2 separate regions of the Mus musculus genome follow, and region 1 is linked to region 2. The links are chromatin contacts, called in public Hi-C maps. All regions are on one chromosome and are shown on one strand. The core of a region is the stretch at or near the end of the contact, and the rest is flanking DNA. Distances in the headings are between cores, read along the strand shown.

Region 1 (4,311 bases), core at 1,402-3,901, 41 kb before region 2:
ACTTTTAATATAGAATACATAGATATGAAGAGACTTGTAAATTGTTGTATCCGTTCTGCTCAAGTGTCCTCACACAAGCGTTATCCAGTTGACTTGATTTCCAACTTCTGGAAGGAGAGATGGGAAGGGGCATTTGGGGTGCTAGGAAGGGATGGGAGGTGTCCCTAGAGCAGTGCTCATGGTCACATGGTAGAGAGTGCAGGCAAGGGCCTACTGGAGCCTGCTTGGCAAGCCAACTGCACAACAGGAAAGAAGTGGCTGACCCCTCGTCAAGCCAGCATTAGCAGACCCTAGACAGAAGCGGGAAAGGACAAATTCTTTGTTCTGCCCCATTCCCCCATTTTATCTCCTCTTTCTGATTCTCCTTAAGACGGAGTTGATGGATTGATCCGTGCAGCCCCACCCACCTTACTAAACCCAGCCAGTACCATCATGCGTCGGGAACAGAGCTGGGAGCTGCCTCCATTCGCTGCTTGCCTCTTTTGAATATCTATCTAATCCAGATCCTTGGGAACTGAGATAGGCTATCCCTTTTACAAGTGGGAAGAAGGGCTTGTTAAGGATCTCTTGTCTTTCTGGTTACTTCAGCCAATGGGAGAAAAGGACGCAGGGTAGTCTGCCTTCTAACACAAAGGAAGTGGGACTCTTTACCCTCCCCACCTGCCAACCATGTTTAGATTGCTCTCTAAGGTGCCCCGCTGCTCTCCTCGGTGTCTGCTGGTTAGCAAGGCTGAGAAGGGCAGAGCAGCCCATTCTTTCTGGGTGTGGTGGATGGAGCCAGAAGAGACCTGCCTCCACATCTGACCTATTTACAAGGTCATCATGAAAAAAAAAAAAAAAAACGCGTAGTAAAGGTGGACACTGTAGAACAACAGAAAGGGGCGTGGAGATCTGACTGTCGCTCCAGGGCAGAACAGGGCTAGCGAAAACAGGAGCCCACAAGGAACTCTGTTCTGCAGATGGCTTCCCAGGCCGCCCAGAACTCTGAGGTCTTCAAAACTCAAGATCTTGCTCCCACTGTTGGCCAGGGGCCTCCCCATCACTACATCCCAGCTACACCTATCTATGGCTTTTCTCAGAACGACAAGGTATGTCCAATTTAAATGGGAGTCGACGGACAAGAGGGGACTGCGGGGCTCTGTCCTACTTCACAGTTCCCACCTCAGAGGCATCTTGGAATGTCACGAGTAGAGGCAGCTTGGACACAGAATCTCGCCATGGTCTTGTCCTTCCCACCAGGCCAAGAGCTCACACTAGCCCAGCCTGTTCTGTTGCGGTAGATTTTTTTTTTTCATTTTTATTTTCTTTAACATGTGCAAAGGTAAGCCTCGAGTCTGTCCCCAGCAGACCCTGGTAAAACCATAAAGAAAGCCCCTCTGTAAAGCCGTACACCATCCAGAGCAGGGGGAGAGACGTTAGTTGAGAAAGAAGCCGCCCGTCCGTCCGAGGCCGGCTGGGTCCAGGTCGTTTATCACATGCAGCTGGCAACAGTCCATGCTCCTTGCTGGCCAGTGCCGAAGGCTGGCCTGGATCTAGATCCTGCTTCTCATGGGACTTCGATGAATGGATCCAGCCGCACAATCTACCCCTTCCCAGTGCCCTTTGGGAAATAAACAGGAAGAATCAGAAACCTCATAACTGCTGTCAACATCACCCCCTGGGATGCAAAGATCACAGGCTGCCTACGCTGCCAGCCCTGCCTCCCTCCTCGCCCCAGAGCCTGCTGTTGAGGGAGGACATGCCATCCTCAGGAAGAACAGAGCCTGCATCCACACAACTCAAACCTCCTCCTAGCTGAGGAAGCCCACTGTAGGTAACCAAGGGAGCATTGCCCTTCCTACGTGGAGACGGAAAAGCCTGCCAGTCTGAGCCACCAGTCACAGCAGGGCTAGTGCCTGCCATCAGACGCACAACTGCCGTGAATTGTCCAAAAGAAACGGACTCTACCTAGTTATGGTGAACTCCCTCCCAGGGTGCTTTCCTGAGCATGATCACTCTGTACAGCCCTATCCCGTGGGATCTGAGGTACTGAGCCACGCCCCAGGCACCCCCCAACCCCCAGCCAACCCTCATCTCTGGTGCTGCTGGCAGAGCTGAACCAGGCATAGCAAGACGACCTGGATATGCCTAAGGTCCCACAAAAGACTAGTAACAGACCCAGGACACAGGGCCAGTTAGAGGGGGTGACTAGATTCATAGCCTTTCCGACATAGGGATAAAAAGAATAAATCAGATATTTGTAAACTACCAGCACTCGGATACCAAGCTAGTGGCTAAGTGGAGACAGTGGACAAACCTCAAGCAATGGAGAAGGTGTCTTCCCCACTTAGGGAGGACTGGATGCTACCACTGTGCTGAACTCTTCTCAGAGAAGGGCATGTGGCCTGCTGGGCTCTGCTCTGTGGCCCCTTTGTGCAAGAAAAAAGCCAGAGCCTTCTATGCCTGCTGTCTCCCTGCCCATTTGTCCCTTGGCTTCCATCAGTAGCAGCGCCTTCGGGGGTGAAAGGACAGGAAGGAACCAGGTCTCAACCACCTTCTGGCCTATGGCTCCAAACCAGGAGCCCAGAGCAGGCTCTTTATGGCTGTGTCTGGCTCCTGAGCAGCCCTGCAGGGCACAGACCTTATCACTTCACACAGGAGGAAACCTGGGCTCCGAGAGGCAAAGGACATCCCAGTGGGAGGGATCTTTCTTATCAGGAAGTGTGAGGTTGAGAGTCCAGTCCTCCTCCCCCCTCCACCCCCCACCCCATGGGAAGGGATTAAGGCTGTGAACTCTGTGGGCATAGCTTCTTAAAAACATGTCTGCATGATACTAGAAAAACAGCAAGTGTCTACCTTAGGAATGTGAGGAAAGGGGGCTGCTTTCCCCTCTCCCCAGTACTGGAGATTGATTCAGGGGTGTAAGTGTTCTACTACCCAGCTACACCCAATTCTTCTTAGGAGATCATTTTTAGGCAAGGATTGGAGTGGAGCGATTTGCTGGACAACAAAGGCTCACCCTGCACCTCCTTCCCTGCCTGGAAGATCTCAGCTGCCCACATGGGCAAGGACGGAGTGGAGTCATGGGCTCTGTATCTTGGACCCACACTGCCCCATGTATCAAGCTTGGGTTGGCAATGCTGAGGCCTATGCAAGCCTACATAGGAAGCTTCTGGAAGCAGACCCCTGGGTCTATCTAGGCCATTAACTCAAGTCTAACCTTCAGTGACATGGGTGGTCAGGACAAATGGCCCTTCTAGCTGAGTGATAAGAAGCCACACCAAGAGCTCCTCAAAACGGCCAGAGCTATGTATGTACTATCTGATATTGGGGGGTGCAGGGCTAACTCTTGTCAGAGTGAATACCAGAGAAGGCGGCCGTCATGGTCTGCTTCCTTCCACCTCAACCTTCCTACTTGCTGACTTTTCTCCCATCCCTTTGAAAAGCAGAAAGAACGCCCATGGGATCTTCCTTTGCAGCAACCCCGTGCTAACGCTGATGGCAACCCTGACACTTAGAGCAGCATTCACACCCACTAACTTGAGCTTTATAAAAATCCATCAAGATCCCCATACTGCCATCACTGCGCAGATGAGGAGCGAGGTTCAGCAGTGGGCGCGTGAAGCGCTAAAGCTCGCCGCTGTCTTCCTTCCAGCCTTGACCTTGATAAAGAAAACCCACGCCTCCTGTATGGTTCTAGAGGGACCCTGGGAATGGAACCTAAGCCCCACAAGGAACTTCTTAGATGGGCTTGTGATGTCAGGTACCCCCCCACCCTTACAGAGCGCAGACATGAGCCACCAGCTCTGGTGTGTCACCAGCTCCAAGGTCCCTGGGTGGAACACACTGCGCTGGCCATCCATAGATGGACAGAAAGCTGCTTTTCCAGGAACCAATGTGGTTTCCCACGTTCCTCACAGCTGCTCGGGGAAGGTAACAGATGCTGAAGCCAGAGTTGTTGGTTGACAAATAAGAAAAGCCAGTTGAGAGTCAGACTCACTAGCAGAGCCCTCTCAGGGGAGGGGACAGAGACAAGGGTCACACTGGCCCATGCCAGAGCCTCTAGGATCACTCTGCTTCCAGGCTGACCTTTCTTGGGGTCCTCCCACGCATGCAGGCCACCTCTGGGAAGCTTGGAAGCATAATCCACCAGGCTTTTATCCCACGGTCACTCACCCCAGCCGCTCTGAACTGGGAGCTCTCCTCTTTCCTGTCTCCCTCCATAAACTTGGTGAGAGTGCTCCCGCTCCACCCAAGCTTCAGATCTGGCTTCCCCCACCCACCTTCCCAAGCTCTGGAGGATTTGTGTTAGGTCAAAGCTTGCCCTCTCAG
Region 2 (4,003 bases), core at 939-3,438:
ACACACTGTATTACACACACAGAGGTCGTAGCCACAGGCACTGACAAACCACCCATCTCAAAAATACCCATACATACTCTCTATGGCTCAGACAAAAGCAGCCATCTGGTCCCCCCTTAACCCCCAAACAGGCCATGTATGTTATGTTAGGACCTGTCTCTGCCCTCCAGGTTTTCCTAATATTTCTTGTCGGATGGGGACCTTACCTAGATATTCCTGGACATTACTACACACAGAGGCTACTGTTACCACCATCTAACCTACTGGTACTGCCCCAGGAAGTGCTCTCTTCCAGTTCACAGAACTAGCAAGCCCACTCTCTCCTTTTTCCTCTATGCCATCCCTAGGGCTCCAGGCACCCTCTCTTCCTATGCACCCGCCACCGCAGGGTCTCTGAGAAGGCAGAGTTTGGCCTTGGCTGGGGGAAGGAAAGTCCGGAGGCAGAGGCAACCTTTCACCAATTGGCAGAACCTCACTGTGGAATCCCTGGCTGTCCCCAGCATGCACAGGCTCTATAGACTCCACACAGGAGCCCCAGACCAGCCCAAGTCCACAGGAAAGAAAGATGGTCTGTCCTTGGCGTATTTATCAACCTAAGGAGCAACTCCTGGACCCTCTAAACAGAACCTTGGGCAGGCCATGGCTTGGGTGCCTGGGTTCATGACTGCCCCCTCCCCTGGCCTTCAGACACCCCAAAGCATCTGGAAAAAGGCTTGGGGTGTGGCCCAGTATTTTATAAGCTCTGAGCCTCATACTGCAGGCTTGCAGGTAGCAGGCAGGGAGGGGGCCATGTAGGCAGCACTTTACCCTGGTAGCACTTCTAACTTTCACCCCAGGGGCCAGTCTCCTTCTTACTCAGAGGTCCCAAATTCCTCCTCCTCCTCACCTCCCACCCCCCCCAGGGCTCTAGCCACTGCCCAGGAGGGGAGGGTTCTTTTATTAAAGTTTTCCGGAATGCAGGGGGCTGGAGACTGAGAGGGCTGGGGTGTAATTTAGAAAACTGGTTTTAGTGTCTTCCACCGGAGGACCTACAGAGGAGGAGCAGCAATGAGGCTTGGAAAACAGGGGAGTCTCTGGAGCTGGGGCTTCCAAAAGGCGGTTTATCTTCCAGTGAATCCCTTCACACACCCATCAGCTCCAAGTACTCCGCCTGCTCGCCCAGCCTTATTTACTAAAATGCCTTTTGTATCCGTATTTCTCAGGGACAGCATTCCCCCTTCCCTCGCCCTTTCTCCTAGCTTCCCCGTCTTCCAAAAGCAACGAATTTGACATGGAGAACTAGGTTTTCGCTCAAAAAAACCCAGCAAGCCTACCCCTCCCAAACAAGTACATTTTCAAAGAGCCCCCACCTCGCTTTTCTCCGGGATGGACAAGCAAGGAACGAATACACCCGGATCAGCAATGGCATCTAGGATCAGCAAATTCTATAGTCACTTCAGAGGCTCAAAATTAATCTAGAACGGAGTGGGGAGAATCTACTGAAATACCCCCTAAGTCCCCTGCTTGGGATTCCCAAAGCCCTTAAGGTCTCAAATATGAAGGCAAACGCGAGTATTGTGGGGGAAATCTCTTGACCGAGACACCGAAGAGGTGCGGTGGCGAAAAAGGACAGGATAATTTTACCCACGGAGACCCTAAAATGGAGAAGAGGAGTGGCCGGGCCGCGGGGACAGCACAGAAATGCAAGTGTGAGCAAACGAAGGTTCTTCGGGACCCCCAAATTGGGGTGGGAGAGGGTGAAGACTAAGAACGAGAGACCTTCAGGGGTAGGGAGAGCCCTCCCGCCTCTGCGGCGGGTAGCAGGGAAAATGGTGATTATCTGAGAAGCCAGGAGTTGGATTCGGAAGGCGACACCAGCAGAAGATCCAAGAGGGGTGGACGGCTGGGGGGCTAGCGGGAAGCAAGGAGAAAAGAGCCCCAGGCCTGCTGCAGCCCAGACCCGGCCAGCGCCTCCCACCGTCCCCGGGTGCGGCCGAGAGATCGGGGCCGCAGGCAGACAAGAGGCAAGTCTTACCACCAAATTGGGTAGCCAGCGAGGACCCTGGTGCCACTGAGCAGGAGGCCGAGTAGCAGCCCGAGCAGGTGGGGCTCCATTAGAAGCAGCGCCGAGGAGGAAGTTTGCCGGCGATCATGAAGAGGGGGAGCGACGCCCCCAATAGTTGGAACAAAGTCCACTTGAGGTTGGAAATGACTTTCGGGCTTGTCAGAGGCGCACCTCCACCCGCAGCCGCCCCCCTCCGGAGCCCAGCGCCGAGCAGCCGGGTTTGAGGATGTCAGCGAGCAGCCAATCAGCGCCCGCGGCCTAAGGTAAGAGATGAGTCTGTAGTTCAGCCTGTCAATCACGGGCCCCTCCCGCCCGGCCCACAACTCCGGCTCTGGGAAGGGCATCTCCCGGCAAACTTGGGCAAAGCCTGCGCCCCGGGCGCACGGAGGCCTCGGGAGGACCCGGCACGCTGGATTCTCTGCTGGCCTGGGACACCCCCTTCCCAGTCCACGCGAGCCAGGTTTAGGGAGCTGGAGCTTTGACCCGGCGTTCACGTGGTGAAGGGGTCGGCTTGGGCATTGATGGGTGGCTCCCTTTTCTGTGATCCCTTGGCACTTGGGCCCGTAAGGAATCGAGACTAGAAAGCAAAGGGGTTGTTTCCAGATCGCGCGACTGGGATCAGGGGCTAGGAAAATGCAACCCCTCCCAGTCTCCAGCCTTTTCGGGCTCGCGAGCTGGCGGCCCCTGCCACCCGGCCGCAGGTCGCTTCCAGGGTGTCCGAGGGGCGCGCGGGAGAGTCCGCTGAGGCTCTGAAGGTCTGCCAGCCGGCGGCGCCGGGGGACAGAGCTAGTGTCATTTGAGTCTTTTGTCAAGAGTCAGATTGGTATCGCGACCTCCTGCAGCCTTTGCATTTCCTGCAACTGACACCAGCCGCCGTTTGCATTTCCTGCGGGAGGATTCGGTCACTTTCTCCTCCTGCAGGCGTGCTGGCCGGACCTCAGCAGTACCTGCAGTTTCTTGGATCTTAGGATGGAAGCATTTGGGACTAGTGAAACACGGTATAGCTCTGTCTATTAGTGGTTGGGGGCGAGGGCTCTTCAGGAACATCTACCTCCCCTATGTCCAGGTCTCTGACCTATATTCCCGACCCTTCTACGGATGAGAAACTAAAACCTGGCGATTGGTGTTTAAGCGTTGTCCCGTGCAGACACCAGATTCACCCTACGACCTACTGAAGCTCTTATACAAGGGGAACTGTTCAGGCCTCCAAGGGGCACTCTTCTTACCAGTTCTCCACAGTTTGGGAGTTAAGTCTGAGCCCAATCATACCTAGATTGTTAGGATTCAGTCCCCTTACCTAGGTACCTCAGCCTCTCTACCCGGACACAGAAGACATTCAGCCCTTGAAATGCTCCTGGCTTGGGACCTAGAAAGCAAGCCAAAGGAGAAGCCATGGTGGGACTTAACTGTGTAGACGGTGAAGAGAGGGAGCCCACCCAAACCTGCCTAGCCAGGAATGGCGGGCTTTCTTGCTGTTAGGGGTGGATGGGACTGAGGGAAGTCCTACGGGGAGCAGACATTCCTAGCCTTTGATCCGGCAGGCTGGTGCCCACAGCTCGGATCCACTGCCCCTGCTGGTCTGTTCTCGGCACATGGCTTCTGCTGGTGTAAGGAGAGCAAGGAACTGGCCCCTGGGGGCACCAAGGGTCGAGAGAGCCGCCTGGGCTTGTCACAGCTTCTGCGAGTTCCTAGCCCGATCCTCGGCTGGAGGGGGGTAGAGGGAGAGATGAAAGAGGGGAGGAAGGGGAGATAGAGAGAGACAAGTGGATAGAGACACTGAGACGGAAAACAGGGGCGGGGGTGGGGTGAACGCCCAGACAGAGGAAGAGGTGGGGGTTGAAAGGGGAAGGGGAGAAGTGGGGAGGGCTAAGGAACAGCAGGCAATCCCCCACCTGCTGAAGACTAGTGGAGCTGGTAGATGGTACTGAGATAAGCACCCCTAGAAATGCCCCCGGGGGC

Evidence for each region. A called contact is a pair of places that touch in the nucleus more often than the background predicts.
Region 1: a Hi-C map of extraembryonic ectoderm shows a contact between it and region 2, with 1.7 times the contacts expected there. The contact joins the enhancer-like site here to the promoter of Wnt3 in region 2. A contact is called at or near these places in 7 of 39 promoter capture datasets (the HPC-7 cell line, cranial neural crest, embryonic stem cells and 3 more), 45 of 484 Hi-C or Micro-C datasets (the N1E-115 cell line, brain, cerebellar granule neurons and 18 more), 14 of 115 datasets of contacts at active chromatin or transcription factors (craniofacial prominence, embryonic midbrain, embryonic stem cells and 6 more) and 3 of 9 other capture datasets (adipose tissue, liver and pancreatic islet).

The regions. Positions count from the first base shown.
Region 1 is chr11:103,813,366-103,817,676 of GRCm38.p6, reverse strand. Wnt3 (wingless-type MMTV integration site family, member 3) reads right to left here. Exons shown (of 5, transcript NM_009521.2): 5 at 1-1,600. Among named protein-coding and RNA genes, the nearest start is that of Gm35365, 31 kb to the left of the region's middle. Within about 2 kb of position 2,651, at least 21 of the 459 cell types and tissues checked have an H3K27ac peak or open chromatin away from gene starts, as enhancers often do. A contact at or near this core is called in extraembryonic ectoderm, intestinal crypt epithelium and stem cell-derived cardiac mesoderm, where this site is marked.
Region 2 is chr11:103,772,360-103,776,362 of GRCm38.p6, reverse strand. Wnt3 (wingless-type MMTV integration site family, member 3) reads right to left here and starts at 2,188. Exons shown (of 5, transcript NM_009521.2): 1 at 2,015-2,188. The coding sequence starts at 2,094. It also overlaps a transcript of Wnt9b not described here.